2 separate regions of the Macaca mulatta genome follow, and region 2 is linked to region 1. A link is a contact called in public Hi-C data. All regions are on one chromosome and are shown on one strand. The core of a region is the stretch at or near the end of the contact, and the rest is flanking DNA. Distances in the headings are between cores, read along the strand shown.

Evidence for each region. A called contact is a pair of places that touch in the nucleus more often than the background predicts.
Region 2: a contact with region 1 is called in a Hi-C map of fetal cortical plate, with 1.8 times the contacts expected there. The contact joins the promoter of KAT6B here to the promoter of DUSP13A in region 1. A contact is called at or near these places in 3 of 14 Hi-C or Micro-C datasets (blood, fetal cortex germinal zone and fetal cortical plate).

Annotation. Positions count from the first base shown.
Region 1 is chr9:74,499,299-74,505,889 of T2T-MMU8v2.0, forward strand. DUSP13A (dual specificity phosphatase 13A) reads left to right here and starts at 1,695. Exons shown (of 3, transcript NM_001418213.1): 1 at 1,695-1,843; 2 at 2,643-2,860; 3 at 6,007-6,206. The coding sequence starts at 1,695. The coding sequence ends at 6,206. SAMD8 (sterile alpha motif domain containing 8) reads right to left here and starts at 1,586. Exons shown (of 6, transcript XM_077946531.1): 1 at 1,441-1,586. LOC144331132 (a long non-coding RNA gene) reads left to right here. Exons shown (of 2, transcript XR_013398069.1): 2 at 1-37.
Region 2 is chr9:74,781,185-74,787,690 of T2T-MMU8v2.0, forward strand. KAT6B (lysine acetyltransferase 6B) reads right to left here and starts at 4,818. Exons shown (of 17, transcript XM_077946539.1): 1 at 4,586-4,818.

The DNA of each region.
Region 1 (6,591 bases), core at 445-2,944:
ATTTCAAAAAAAATAAAAATAAAAATCCTTGTGCTAACTCTGCAAGGGGGATCGTATAGCACAGAAAGGTAAAGAAACACATTGCCTGACATATTGCAAACTGATATTCCAACCCAAATCTCTCTAACATCTGATCCTATATTTTCCTCCACCATGCTGCGCCACCCTGAGGGAAGGTCTCCTCCCAAGCCAGGTCTAGCATAGGCATAAACCAAGTCCAGACCCAACTGTAACCTGGACACGAACCCCTCCTTGGCCTTGCCTCCCCACACAGTGCCGGGCTGACTTCAGTGGTTCTGAATGGGATGGACATGAATGTAGACTGCTTCCATGGGATGCCCTGGTGTGGCCTTTCCCTTCAAACTGGTCTTAAGGCCAAGGACAGCTGGGAACCTCCCCACTGCAGCCCATACCCTTCCCAGCTCCATCAGGGCTGCTGAGAAGTCACATGACAGAGGGCGAGACATCTCATCTCTTGCTGATAGCCAGCTCTGGCAGAAGGACAGGTTGACCTTTCTCAGTTTCTATTTTGGGACCCAAAGCCCTTATAGACAGGGGAATCTCCCTCCCACCCTCAAAATGTTTCTGATGACAGTTGGCCCCTTTGGCTCTCAAAGTCTAGGGCAACACTCACCTCCCTTCTCCCCGTTTGACATACAAGGCCCTCTTCAGCCTTCTCTTCTGAGAAGTCAGCTACGTTCATTACAGGACCATTGTTCAAACCTTCCCCCACTGGCCCGGCATGGTGGCTCACACCTGTAATCCCAGTACTTTGGGAGGCCGAGGCAGGCTGATCACTTGAGGTAGGAGTTCAAGACCAGTCAGACCAACACGGCTGACAAACCCCGTCTCTACTAAAAACACAAAAATTAGTGTGGCATGGTGGTACACGCCTGTAATCCCAGCTACTCAGGAGGCTAAAGCAGGAGAATCACTTGAACCCGGGAGGTGGTGGTGGCAGTGAGCCAAGATGTCACTGTACTCCAGCCTGGGTGACAGAGTGAGACCCTGTCTAAAAAAACAAACATACAAAAAACAAACACTTTCCCCCTTCCCCCATGAATCTTGTGGGCACGCTTTAAAAATGAAGCTCTCCATGTCTCTTATCCGTATTTCTCTGACTCTACAACTCAGAAAACTGTCCCTGACCTCCATAATTCAGAGACTCATCCAACAGACATCCAATCCAGCTCCTACCCAATTTGTGGCCCACCTAGACTACACTTCTTTCAGTTCTATCATTCATCCTTGGAACCAGCCACCTCCTCTGCACCCTGGATCTCTACTTTAACTCAGTCCTCATAACCTAATAGCCTTAGGCAGGGCTCTACATCTACTAATTCCACAGACGTTTCTAAGTACCTACTATGTATCAGACCCAGCACGTCTTTTGTTTCATTTAATCCTCAAATTCTCTGAGGTAGGTGTGATTATCCTTACTTTACAGATGAAGAAACTGAGGTTCAGGGAGGTAGCTGACTTGCAGAGGTCTCTCTGATTCCATGTTCTCACGGAGTTTGGGGGTGGGGGGAGGCTTAGGGAGGAAAAGGTCTTGTCTGCTCCAGAGGCCCCTTTGACTTGCTGAGTCACTTGCTCCTGTCCCACCTGTCCCTGTCAATCTCTGGGAAGGAGAAATGACACTGGAGAGGCAGAGAGGAGTGACCGCAGAGGCAGAGGGGTGGGCGGGCTGGCCCATGGCTGAGACCTTGCTCCCAGAGCTGGTGGGAGAGGACAAAGCCACGCCTTGCCCCAGCATCCTGGAGCTGGAGGAGCTCCTGAGGGCGGGGAAGTCTTCTTGCAGCCGCGTGGATGAAGTTTGGCCCAACCTTTTCATAGGAGATGCGTGAGTGATAGCTGGCCAAGGGTCATGGGGGTGGGGACAAGGAGAGGCAGTTCTTGGTGGCTTTACCAGACACAGGAGGGTAGAAACAAGGAGAAATAGCTCTGCTCTGACCATCCCAGGCCAGGGACCTTCTCCAGGACCCCAGGCTGCCAAGGACAGTGCAGTGACCAGGTATGGCCACGAGGGGGAGCAGGGACTTCGCCTGCCTGAAAGCAGGGAGTCTCCCAGGAGTCCTGGGAAACATTTCCAGGACAACTGGCAAGTGTAGAGGTACAGGCCTGGGAAATAGTATTTGCAGCATGAGATGAGGTAGACAGAGAGCCCCCTATTTCTGGACCCAGCCTCCCTCCTCTGGATACAGATGGTGGAGAAGCCTGACTGAAGGTGAATCAGAGAAGGTGTTGCCTCTCAACATTTGTAGGCTAGAAGCAGGTATTAGGTGGTAGCCGGTAGAGGACGGATGTGCGTGGGAGGACATGAGGCAAGAAGGGAGGGGCAGCCAGGTTCTAGGGCTGAAGCAATCCCTTCCTTCCTGTCCTGGCCAAGGCAGGAGCAGAGGCCTTGAGGAAGCAGAGAGGGTCTAAAGATCCCCCAACACACGCATACCACCAGTTCTGCCACCAGAAAGTGTGGGGCTCTGGGTATGGGGCTGTGGAGTCAGACCCCACTTGGAGCTTGCTGGGGTTGGATTCTCTTTGGACCCTGATGGCTCGGTCCCTCTGCAGCAGGGGGCCAGGCAAAGCCTCCCTCCTGGTCCCATGGCTTGGCTGTTATCCAGTGCCCTTTCTGCCCTCCCCAGGGCCACAGCAAACAACCGCTTTGAGCTGTGGAAGCTGGGCATCACCCACGTGCTGAACGCCGCCCACGGGGGCCTCTACTGTCAGGGCGGCCCTGACTTCTACGGCAGCAGTGTGAGCTACCTGGGGGTGCCAGCCCACGACCTCCCTGATTTTGACATCAGTGCCTACTTCTCCTCCGCGGCTGACTTCATCCACCGTGCCCTCAACACGCCTGGGGGTAGGACTTGGGGTCCAAGCCCGTATCCCATCTTGCTCATTCCTGGGGAGGATGCCTCATTTCTTCTCAGTCATCAGTGCCCTCCCATCCCTGGTTTTTAAAAATCCTCTGCTTAGGCCGGACACAGTGGCTTATGCTTGTAATCCTAGCACTTTGGGAGGCCAAGGTGGGTGGATCATCTGAGGTCAGGAGTTCAAGACCAGCCTGGCCAACACGGTGAAACCTCATCTCTACTAAAAATACAAATATTAGCCGGGCATGGTGGCACACACCTATAATCTCAACTACTCGGGAGACTGAGGCAGGAGAATTGCTTGAACACGGGGCAGGGGGAGGTTGCAGTGAGCCGATATCATGCCACTTCACTCTAGCCTGGGCAAAAGGGTGAAATCCATCTGCCCTCCCACCCTGAAAAAAAGTTCTTTGCTTAGTGCTCCAGCATTTTATCAAACCCTATTCCTTCCCAGATGGGGAAACTGAGGCCTGGAATACAAGGCCATGCCATGAGTTAGGAGCAACCCTAAGGCTGAAAGCCATTTCTCCCAAACAGCAGAATAGCTCTTTCTCTGCAACACTCAGCTTTGGGAAAGCACCATTTGGTACCTAGATGTCTGCCCCAAAGTACTTCTTTTATTCCTTTTTTTTTTCTGAGACAGAGTCTCAGTGCTACCCAGGCTGGAGTGCAGTGGCACGATCTTGGCCCCTCCATCTCCTGGGTTCAACCTCTGCCTCCCGGCTTCAAGCAATTCTCGTGCCTCAGCCTCCCAAGTAGCTGGGACTACAGGCATCTGCCATCACACCCAGCTAATTTTTGTATTTTAGCAGAGACAGGGTTTCACCATGTTAGCGAGGCTGGTCTTGAACTCCTGACCTCAAGTGATCTGTCTGCCTCGGCCTCCCAAAGTGCTGGGATTACAGGCATGAGCCACCGCACCCGCCCCTCAAAGTACTTTTAACTAGAAAGAAATGTATCTCAAATACTCAGGATACAGCATAGGAGTCCAGGGAGGCTGGTGTCCTGGCTTTGTGGCCATCCTAGAAGACAGCTGTGTCCCTCACTATGTGACCCTGAGCAAGCCAGTGTCCCTCTCTGGACTTCAGTTTCCTCATCTATGTGACAAGAATGACAAGATTACAGCTCACATGACTTTTTAGTATCCAAAGCACTTTGACATTCTTTTGTTCTTTGTCCATTCATTCACCAGCTATTTACTGAGTATCCACTATGTGCCTGGCACTGAGCTAAATAAATACTGGGAATACAGACTTTAAGAAGCAGGGTCCTTGCCCTCTTGGAACTGGTGGAAAGACAGCCAAATTGTGAATAGTATAGTCAGAGCTACGCATAAGAGTGGGCCAGTGTGGAGGGCTCTGGGAGCACACAGCGGGGGTGCTGAGCCTAGAGGATCAGTAAGATGGGGGGACTTCCCTCTACAAAAGTATTCATGGGTCATATGCAAAAAAGATGAGCTGCTCTGTGATTCAAGCAATACTTTGAGCGGTCAAGAAAGCCTGTGGAGGAAGCCATGTCTCAGCCGAAACCTGGTGGATGAGTAGTAGAAGTTAGTCAGACTGAGACCAGGGGAAACAATTTGCAGGTATTTGGAATAGCATGTGGTTAAGGCTGGAGGTCAGAAAACATGGCAGCCTCAAGGAACTGCAAGTTCCTCCATTTTTCCTCGAGCTGAAGGTGGGGGAGGGACAGTCTAAGATGAGGCAACAGGGGCCAGCTCTTGAAGGGTCTTAACAAGCTATGTTAAAAAGGTTAGGAGGCCAGGAGAGGTGGCTCACACCTGTAATCCCAGCACTTTGGGAGGCCAAGGTGGGAGAATCACTTAAGTTCAGGTGTTCAAGACCAGCCTGGGCAACATAGTGAGACCTTGTCTCTACAAAAAAAAAAAAAAAAAAAAAAAGGCTGGGCGCAGTGGCTCAAGCCTGTAATCCCAGCACTTTGGGAGGCCAAGACGGGCGGATCACGAGATCAGGAGATCGAGACCATCCTGGCTAACGCGGTGAAACCCTGTGTCTACTAAAATATACAAAAAAATTAGCCAGGCCTGGTGGCAGGTGCCTGTAGTCGCAGCTATTCGGGAGGCTGAGGCAGGAGAATGGCGTGAACCCGGGAGGCGGAGCTTGCAGTGAGTTGAGATCGCGCCACTGCACTCCAGCCTGGGCGACAGAGTGAGACTCCGTCTCAAAAAAAAAATAAAAATAAAAATAAAAAATAAATAAAAATAAAAAATAAATTTTTTTTTTTTTTTTTTTTTTTTGAGACGGAGTCTCGCTCTGTCACCCAGGCTGGAGTGCAGTGGCCGGATCTCAGCTCACTGCAAGCTCCGCCTCCCGGGTTCACGCCATTCTCCTGCCTCAGCCTCCCGAGTAGCTGGGACTACAGGCGCCTGCCACCTCGCCCGGCTAAGTTTTTGTATTTTTAGTAGAGACGGGGTTTCACTGTGTTAGCCAGGATGGTCTCGATCTCCTGACCTCGTGATCCGCCCGTCTCGGCCTCCCAAAGTGCTGGGATTACAGGCTTGAGCCACCTCGCCCGGCAAAAATAAATTTATTTATTTATTTATTTATTTATTTATTTATTTATTTATTTATTTTTTTGAGACGGAGTCTCGCTCTGTTGCCCAGGCTGGAGTGCAGTGGCCAGATCTCAGCTCACTGCAAGCTCCGCCTCCCGGGTTTACGCCATTCTCCTGCCTCAGCCTCCCGAGTAGCTGGGACTACAGGCGCCCACCAACTCACCCGGCTAGTTTTTTGTATTTTTAGTAGAGACGGGGTTTCACCATGTTAGCCAGGATGGTCTCGATTTCCTGACCTTGTGATCCGCCCGTCTTGGCCTCCCAAAGTGCTGGGATTACAGGCTTGAGCCACCGCGCCCGGCCTCTAAAAAATAAATTTAAAAGAAAGGAAAGAAAGAAAAGAAAAAAAAATTCGGACCCTATCCCAAAGGCAGGCAGAACAGGTATTGATCTACCCATTTTACCGATCAGGAAACTGAGGTTCATAAAGGCTGAGTGACTTGCTCAGGATCACAAAGTATACCCAAGGCAGGGTAGGAAAGGAACTTGGGTTCCCATCCCAGCCCGTGGGTGGGCCGGCTGGTGGGAAAGGGTTTTTCACCAGGATGTCTTCCTCAGCCAAGGTCCTGGTGCACTGTGTGGTGGGCGTGAGCCGCTCCGCCACGCTAGTCCTGGCCTACCTCATGCTGCACCAGCGGCTGTCCCTGCGCCAGGCGGTGATCACCGTGAGGCAGCACCGATGGGTCTTCCCCAACCGAGGCTTCCTGCACCAGCTCTGCAGGCTGGACCAGCAACTGCGGGGTGCCGGCCAGAGCTGAGGGGCCAGGTGAGGCCTCGGGGGGCGAAGCTGGATGTGGTTGGCAGGAAGTTGTCTCTGTGGACATAGGATTGGGTTCTTGCAGGATTGGTTGGCAGGGCTGCATGTGGCTGGAAGTGAGGATTAAACGGAGCCTGGCCCTCTCCCCAAACTGCTGGGTTCCCTTCACCTACCCAAGGTCTCACCCAAGGGCCCGGCCGAGGCAGTTCTCCTGTAGGACCCCCAACCCACCTCCCCCACCCTACCTGGATCTTTCAGACCCCAAAGAGAAGAGGAGGACTAGGATGTGAGGGCGTGGAAAGCGTAAAATGGAAGAGGGGAGACTTTCCTACCTGGTCTTGAGGCCAACCTGCCCTGCCTCAGCTGAAAGCTTGTGGGGGCTCCCC
Region 2 (6,506 bases), core at 3,568-6,067, 290 kb after region 1:
ATTGCTGGAAGGAGTGTAACCTGGTATAATACTTTGAAGAGTTTGGTACTTAGTAAAGATGAAGACAGGCATACCTATCTATGACTAGGGTGACCATACAATTCATCATCTAAACCTAGATACTTTTGAAAACTAAAAGTATAACTAAAAGTTACACTGGGAAAATAAGCAAAAGTCAGGACAAATGGTCACCCTAGCTATAAACCGGCAATTTCATTCCTAGGTGTATACCTTAGAAACCTGTGCACATGGGCACCAATGACAGGTATAGGAATGCTCATAGCAGCTTTGTTCACAATTACCCCAAACTTGAAACAACTCAAATATTCGGCAACAATGGAATGGATGATCCGAAAATTGGTGTATTCTCTTTCTGGGGTCTGCGGGAAGACAGGTATCAGAAGATGTGGGAGTCCTATTAAAAAAGGTGCTTAAAGGTGCTTTGGAAATGCAAATTAAGGCATTACAGGGAAGAAATATTCCATCACCCCACTTCTCCCATCCATGCATCATTTACCATTCTGCAACAAAGACTGATCACCACAGTTCACACATCCCTACTTACATAAAATATTTATTTCTTTTTTTCTTTTTTTTGAGACAGAGTCTCGCTCTGTCGCCAGGCTGGAGTGCAGTGGTGCAATCTCGGCTCACTGCAACCTCTGCCTCCCGGGTTCAAGTGATTCTCCTGCCTCAACCTCCCAAGTAGCCGAGACTACAGGTACCCACCATCACGTCCAGCTAATTTTTTGTATTTTTAGTAGAGACAGGGTTTCATCATGTTGGTCAGGATAGTCTTGATCTCTTGACCTCCTGATCTACCCACCTCGGTCTCCCAAAGTGTTGGGATTACAGACGTGAGCCACCGCACTCAGCCACATGAAACCATTTCTTTAATCCCAGCACTTTGGGAGGCCAAGGTGGGTGGATCACCTGAGGTCAGGAGTTTGAGACCAGCCTGGCCAACATGGCGAAACCCCACCTCTACTAAAAATACAAAAATTAGCTGGGCACATGTCTGTAATCCCAGCTACTTGGGAGGCTGAGGCAGGAGAATCACCTGAACCCGGGAGGTGGAGGTTGCAGTGAGCCAAGATCATGCCACTGCACTCCAGCCTAGGCAACAGAGCAAGACTGTCTCAAAAAAAAAAAAAAAAAAAAACACTATTTCCTTTTCTCTCAATACAAATGTAGGCACGAGGGTACACTGTAGAGAACTAGGAGACTGAAAGCCAGATCACTTAGTTACGTCTTTTATTAATTGGTATGTGAAAGTCCATGAGAGCTTCTAAAGCACATTAAAATTATTAAACTTCCTCATCTACTTTCTAATATTCACCCTATTTACCTTTCATTCATGCTATGCCTCACATCTGACAGTTTCCACCCAATCTTCGAAAGCAGTCTGTGAAATAAACACATGCTATAATAGCAATGACATAATATCCACTTTACTCAGAAGCCTAAGTGTGGCTGGTAAGCAAAACTTCCTCTGCCGACCATGTCATGACCATCAGCCATTCCCTAAATTCCTCCTTTAATGTTAAAATCTTCCTCTGTCTCTATATTTTCTTTTCTTTTTCTTTTTTTTGGTAAACTGTCACTTCACCTCCCCAACCTTTAACTCTCAGTAGAAGTTCTCGGGAAAGAAGAAACATGTGCATTATCCTTTCCTTCTTAAAAACATAAAATATTGTCCAAATTCTTTTTGATAAATGTGTAAAGAACTTATGAATAAGAAAAAAACCAGAGTGTTTTATTTCAAGGCTATGCCAAAAAAATCTAGGGTATACAAGTAAGACAGGAAGAATGCACTTTAAAAAAAAAAAAAAAAAAACCTTCTTGGGGCCCCATAGAACTAAGACTGTTCGAACACAACTAATTCCCATTTTCTACTTCCACCTTCCGTCCATATAGGAGGGGTCTTCATATGCTGTATCCTGAATTTCCTTGGTATCTCCAACCCCAAACATACTTGGTTCATTAGTTTTCATTTCGTATTTCCCACATCTGTAATTCTTTATCACTACCCCTTCAGAACTGCTGTCTAATACTCTCTTGAACACATCCCAACACCTTCTACCAATTACAGGGCTTAAACTCCTTCATGGGGCATAGGACACCATTTGTAATCTAACCCATCCTGCGCCTTTGCCTGGTCATCTCCTACCACTCCCTGCACTCTGCCCATAGCAAAGTACTAGCAAATTCAAACCTATGCAAAAAGTCCTATCCCAGGGTATGGTGTATGTCTCTTCCTGGGATACTCTGCTGCCCCACACTCCCTGAAGACTCCAGATCAAGTTTAATATAATAAATCCAGCCTATCACGGGTCGCCCTGGCTCACGCCTGTAATCCATCACTCAGGCAGGCAGAGGTGGGCAAATCACTTGAGGCCAGGATTTCGAGACCAGCCTGGGCAACATAGTGAGACCCTTTTCTCATTTTTATTAAAAAATAATAAATACAGCCTATCAAGCAACTTGTCTCCCAAACTAACACCTTTCTTTGCCCCATCCTCACCCCTGGCACAGTCCACCAAATCACATTCACCCAAAATTACTGTACAGCTCCGCCCACTTTCTTCACACCTGCCACTTTGTCCCACCCCTACCAATCCCTTGTCCCCCGGAGATTTTCTGCTACAGATTTATTCTGCAAGTTCTAAGCAGCCTCTCTCCCTTCCCTTCACATTTAAGTTTGCTCTGCTGTCTTAGCATCATCTTTCAGAAACTCTCCCAAGCATAACCATCCCATCCTTCCACATTTTTAAAAACACTTCATACTCCAAAGCTAGCAAACCTCCTTATTTCAACATGCCGATCCACCCAAATACCTTTCCCATCATTGCAATCGCACCTGCTCCTCACATGCGCCTCAATGCCTCCCCAAACCCAACACTCTCCACCGCTTCAACTCTGCTCCAATCCACCACACCCAAACCCACCTACTCTGCGCCCAGACAACTGCAATCTCGCCTTCGGCATCATCTCACCTGCCCTCACACACCCCTCGGTCCGCCTTCCACTTCTCTCAAATTGCATCCCTCCCTAACTCTCCCTCAGCACCTGTTCTACACCTCCAGCTTCCCCTCCCACCCAACCCTCACTAGTCTTCCTCACACCCTCGCTGGCCCCCACCGCTCCTACCAGTTCACTCCCACTCAGAAATTCCCTCGCAGCCCCCGCCTTCCGACTCCCCGAACCCCGCCCCCACCCGATCCCGCCCCGCCCCCTCCGCCCTCGAGCCCCGCCCCTTGCCCTAGAGGCCCTGCCGAGGGGCGGGGCCTGTCCCTCCTCCCCTTTCCCCCGCCCCCTACCGTCACGCTCAGGGGCAGCCTGACCCCGAGCGGCCCCGCGGTGACCCTCGCGCAGAGGCCTGTGGGAGGGGCGTCGCAAGCCCCTGAATCCCCCCGTCTGTTTCCCCCTCCCGCCCAGTCTCCTCCCCCTGGGAACGCGCGGGGTGGGTGACAGACCTGGCTGCGCGCCACCGCCACCGCGCCTGCCGGGGGCGCTGCCGCTGCCTGAGAAAGAAGCCGCGGCTGCCGCCTGGAGGAGGTGCCGTCGCCTCCGCCACCGCTGCCGCCGCCGCCAGGGGTAGGAGCTAAGCCGCCGCCATTTTGTGTCCCCCTGTTGTTGTCGTTGACATGAATCCGACATGACACTGATTACAGCCCAATGGAGTCTCATTAAACCCGAGCTGCGGCCCCGCCCCGCCGCTGCTCCATTGGAGGAGACCAAAGACACTTAAGGCCACCCGTTGGCCTACGGGTCTGTCCGTCATCCACTCACTAACCACTCTGCAGCCCATTGGGGCAGGTTCCTGCCGGTCATCTCGCTTCCACATAGACACACCCCTCGACCCATCACCCTCCCCCCGGCACCACCCCGGGGGAGGGTCCACTGCCAGTACCAATCAACAGACCGCTGGGTCCGCCTCTTCCGGGCACCTATTGGTCCAGCCTTTTTTCTCTCTCCTAGATACCGCGCCACCTCTACTTCCACCTACCCGCCCCCTCCACCTCTAGGAAAAGATTGGGTCTACTCGCAGCAGGGGAGCTTGGCCTTATTGGCTGCAGACGACGCCAATCAGGAGGCCTTTTCCCTCTCCCCTCCCCCACTCAACCCCAAACCCCCTAGCCCGCAGCTAAAGTTTGTGTGAGAGCTGATCGCTGGCGGCGGCCGCAGGATTTAGGGGTGGGCGCGGGCGGGCGCGCGCGGGCGGGCACGCGAAGTTAAAATTCGAGGTTCTCAGTCGCCAGCTTCTTTGCTGGAGTGCGCGGACGGGCGCGCCGCCCGGAGCGTTCCATCCCGCCCCCTCCTCCACCCTCTCTCCCGTCCCGTCCCGGGCGACTACTCGCCCGCCCCCTGGCTCGCATCCTTCCCCCCCCAACACACCCCTACCCTGCCAGCCCCAGGCCGGGTGCAGGCAGAACGATGTCGCTGCAGCCTCCTCGCCATCCCATGCCGCGGGGGAGCAAGCCCCTACCCACCGGGCGTGCACCCCCCGGCTCCACACTCGCCCGTGTCTGCAAGCACGTGCACCGTTCGCCGCTGCCTCCGGCCACCCCGGTCCCCGGCTAACCTCGCCTGCAGCCCGGCCAATCGCTCGCTGCCCTTTGTTGCTGCAGCCTGGGTCTCCCTGCTGCCTTCCTCAGCCTCCGCCTCGTCCTTTGCCAGCCGCCCGGGTCCGCAGCGCCGCGCTCCCCCCGCCCGGGACCCACCGCCGCCGCCTCCTTCTCCTCCTCCGCCTCCTCCTCCTCGGCTCCGGGCTGCAGCGCACAGAGCCCGAGGCAGCGCCGCCCAGCCCCGCTCCCCCCGCGCCGCCCGCCAGCCCGCCCGGCCTGGCCGGGGGCGCAGCCCGGACCCCGCCCGCCCCAGTCTCCGCCCCGGGGGTACCTGCCTCCGCCCCGGGGGGCTCCTCTCGCCGCCCTCGGGGGTGGGCGGGGACGCTGGTGTCCGCGGGAGGATGGGGACGCCTGGGCCGTTTGGGGCGGGGAGTGTGCCCGCCGGGGCTGGGACTGAGGTGCGGTCCTCGCCAACGCGCCCCCCCTCCCGTCGCTATGGGCCCCAAACTTCGTCCTTTGCCCAGGCTTTGCGCCCTCGGGCGATCGCGGCAGTTTTGGGGTGGGGGACGCCTGAAGAGCTGTGTCTACCCTGATCGGGAGGAAGAGGGAGCAGTGACATTCAGCGACTGCGGACAGGGCACGGCGGCGGCATCCTTGGGTGGGAGTGGGGATGTCAGATGCGGGCTGGAGGGGGAAGCTGCCCCCCAGGATGCCCTCTCCCTGCCTGCGAGTAGCTGACGAGCTCAGCCGCGTTCTGGGTGCTTTCTTGGGCGGTGCAGACGGATGGCAGAGGGGCTGAGGCGGGAGGGGGGCGGGGAAGACCGCTGGGGGGCCCTTCCCCCCTCTCTTTTAGTCAGCGCTCTAAGGAAGGCTGATGGCGAAGTTCGGTTTTCCAGGCTTCCCCTGGGCCCCCCGAGTTCCTGAGGCCCACTTGAGGGAGACTGGGGGCTTCTCTGGCCGCCCAGGCGAGGCCACTCTGACGCTGCCCACATGCCTCCCAGAGCTCTCTGGACTCTGAAGAGAGCGCCCCTGATTCTTTCCGGAGGTGAATGGGATGCTGGCAAGGGAGACTTAAGAAAATAGGAAAGGTGGGCTGAGCAATGGCTCCTAGAGAGTTTGAGCACGAAGTTTCCCTCCCAGGCGCCATTTCTTTGAGAGGGGGAGGAGAACTATGGCTTTGCAAAAGAACCAAGTTTCAGGCATGGTGGCCTGGGTGGAAAACCACCTGTTGCCTGAAGTCTGTCCCTGGAGTCAGGGCCATCTTGGGCCCGGGCATGGCGATGCAGGGTGCCAGGGAGGGGAGGCCCCAGGCTTCCTGCCCTGGTTGACTCCTGCAGCCTCACGCCACTGACACTGCAGTGGCATCTTCACCTCCCCATTAGAAACCACTGTACAACTAGGTGGGTACTTTGTTAGGACAACTTATCTTCGTCCTTATCTCAGACAAAACAAGCAGCACACGCAGCCCTGTCTTCAAATGCAGACCACAACACACACTTCATTTTTTAAAAATGGTCTGCTGCTTTGGGGTGTGAGCTCCCTCTCCTGTGCTTCTTGGCAGCAAGGTGAGAAAGGAACTTAGACAAAGGGCACAGAGTTGGATGAAAGGATAGAGAAAGGGCGAGGGGGAGCAGAAGAGTTGTAATACTACACTGCAAACTGTCACTGGTTCCATTATAAACCGTTTTTATAGGTGTTTTATTACTTGGTTGTTAGTTTTTAAAACACAAACCTCTTTAGATTAAATCTTGGCATTCACAGGCTCAGCCCAGGGAAACAAAACACAGAAAACTCCGGCCATCCGCTTGGCTACTTTTGAGTTACATTACTGATAAAACAAACAGCAGGTTGGGTTTCCTCAGACTCTGTCCCAGCCTCTTTTATTTAGTATCTTCAGTAGCTTGCTCAAGGTGAATTTTTAAAGACCATTAGTTAGTT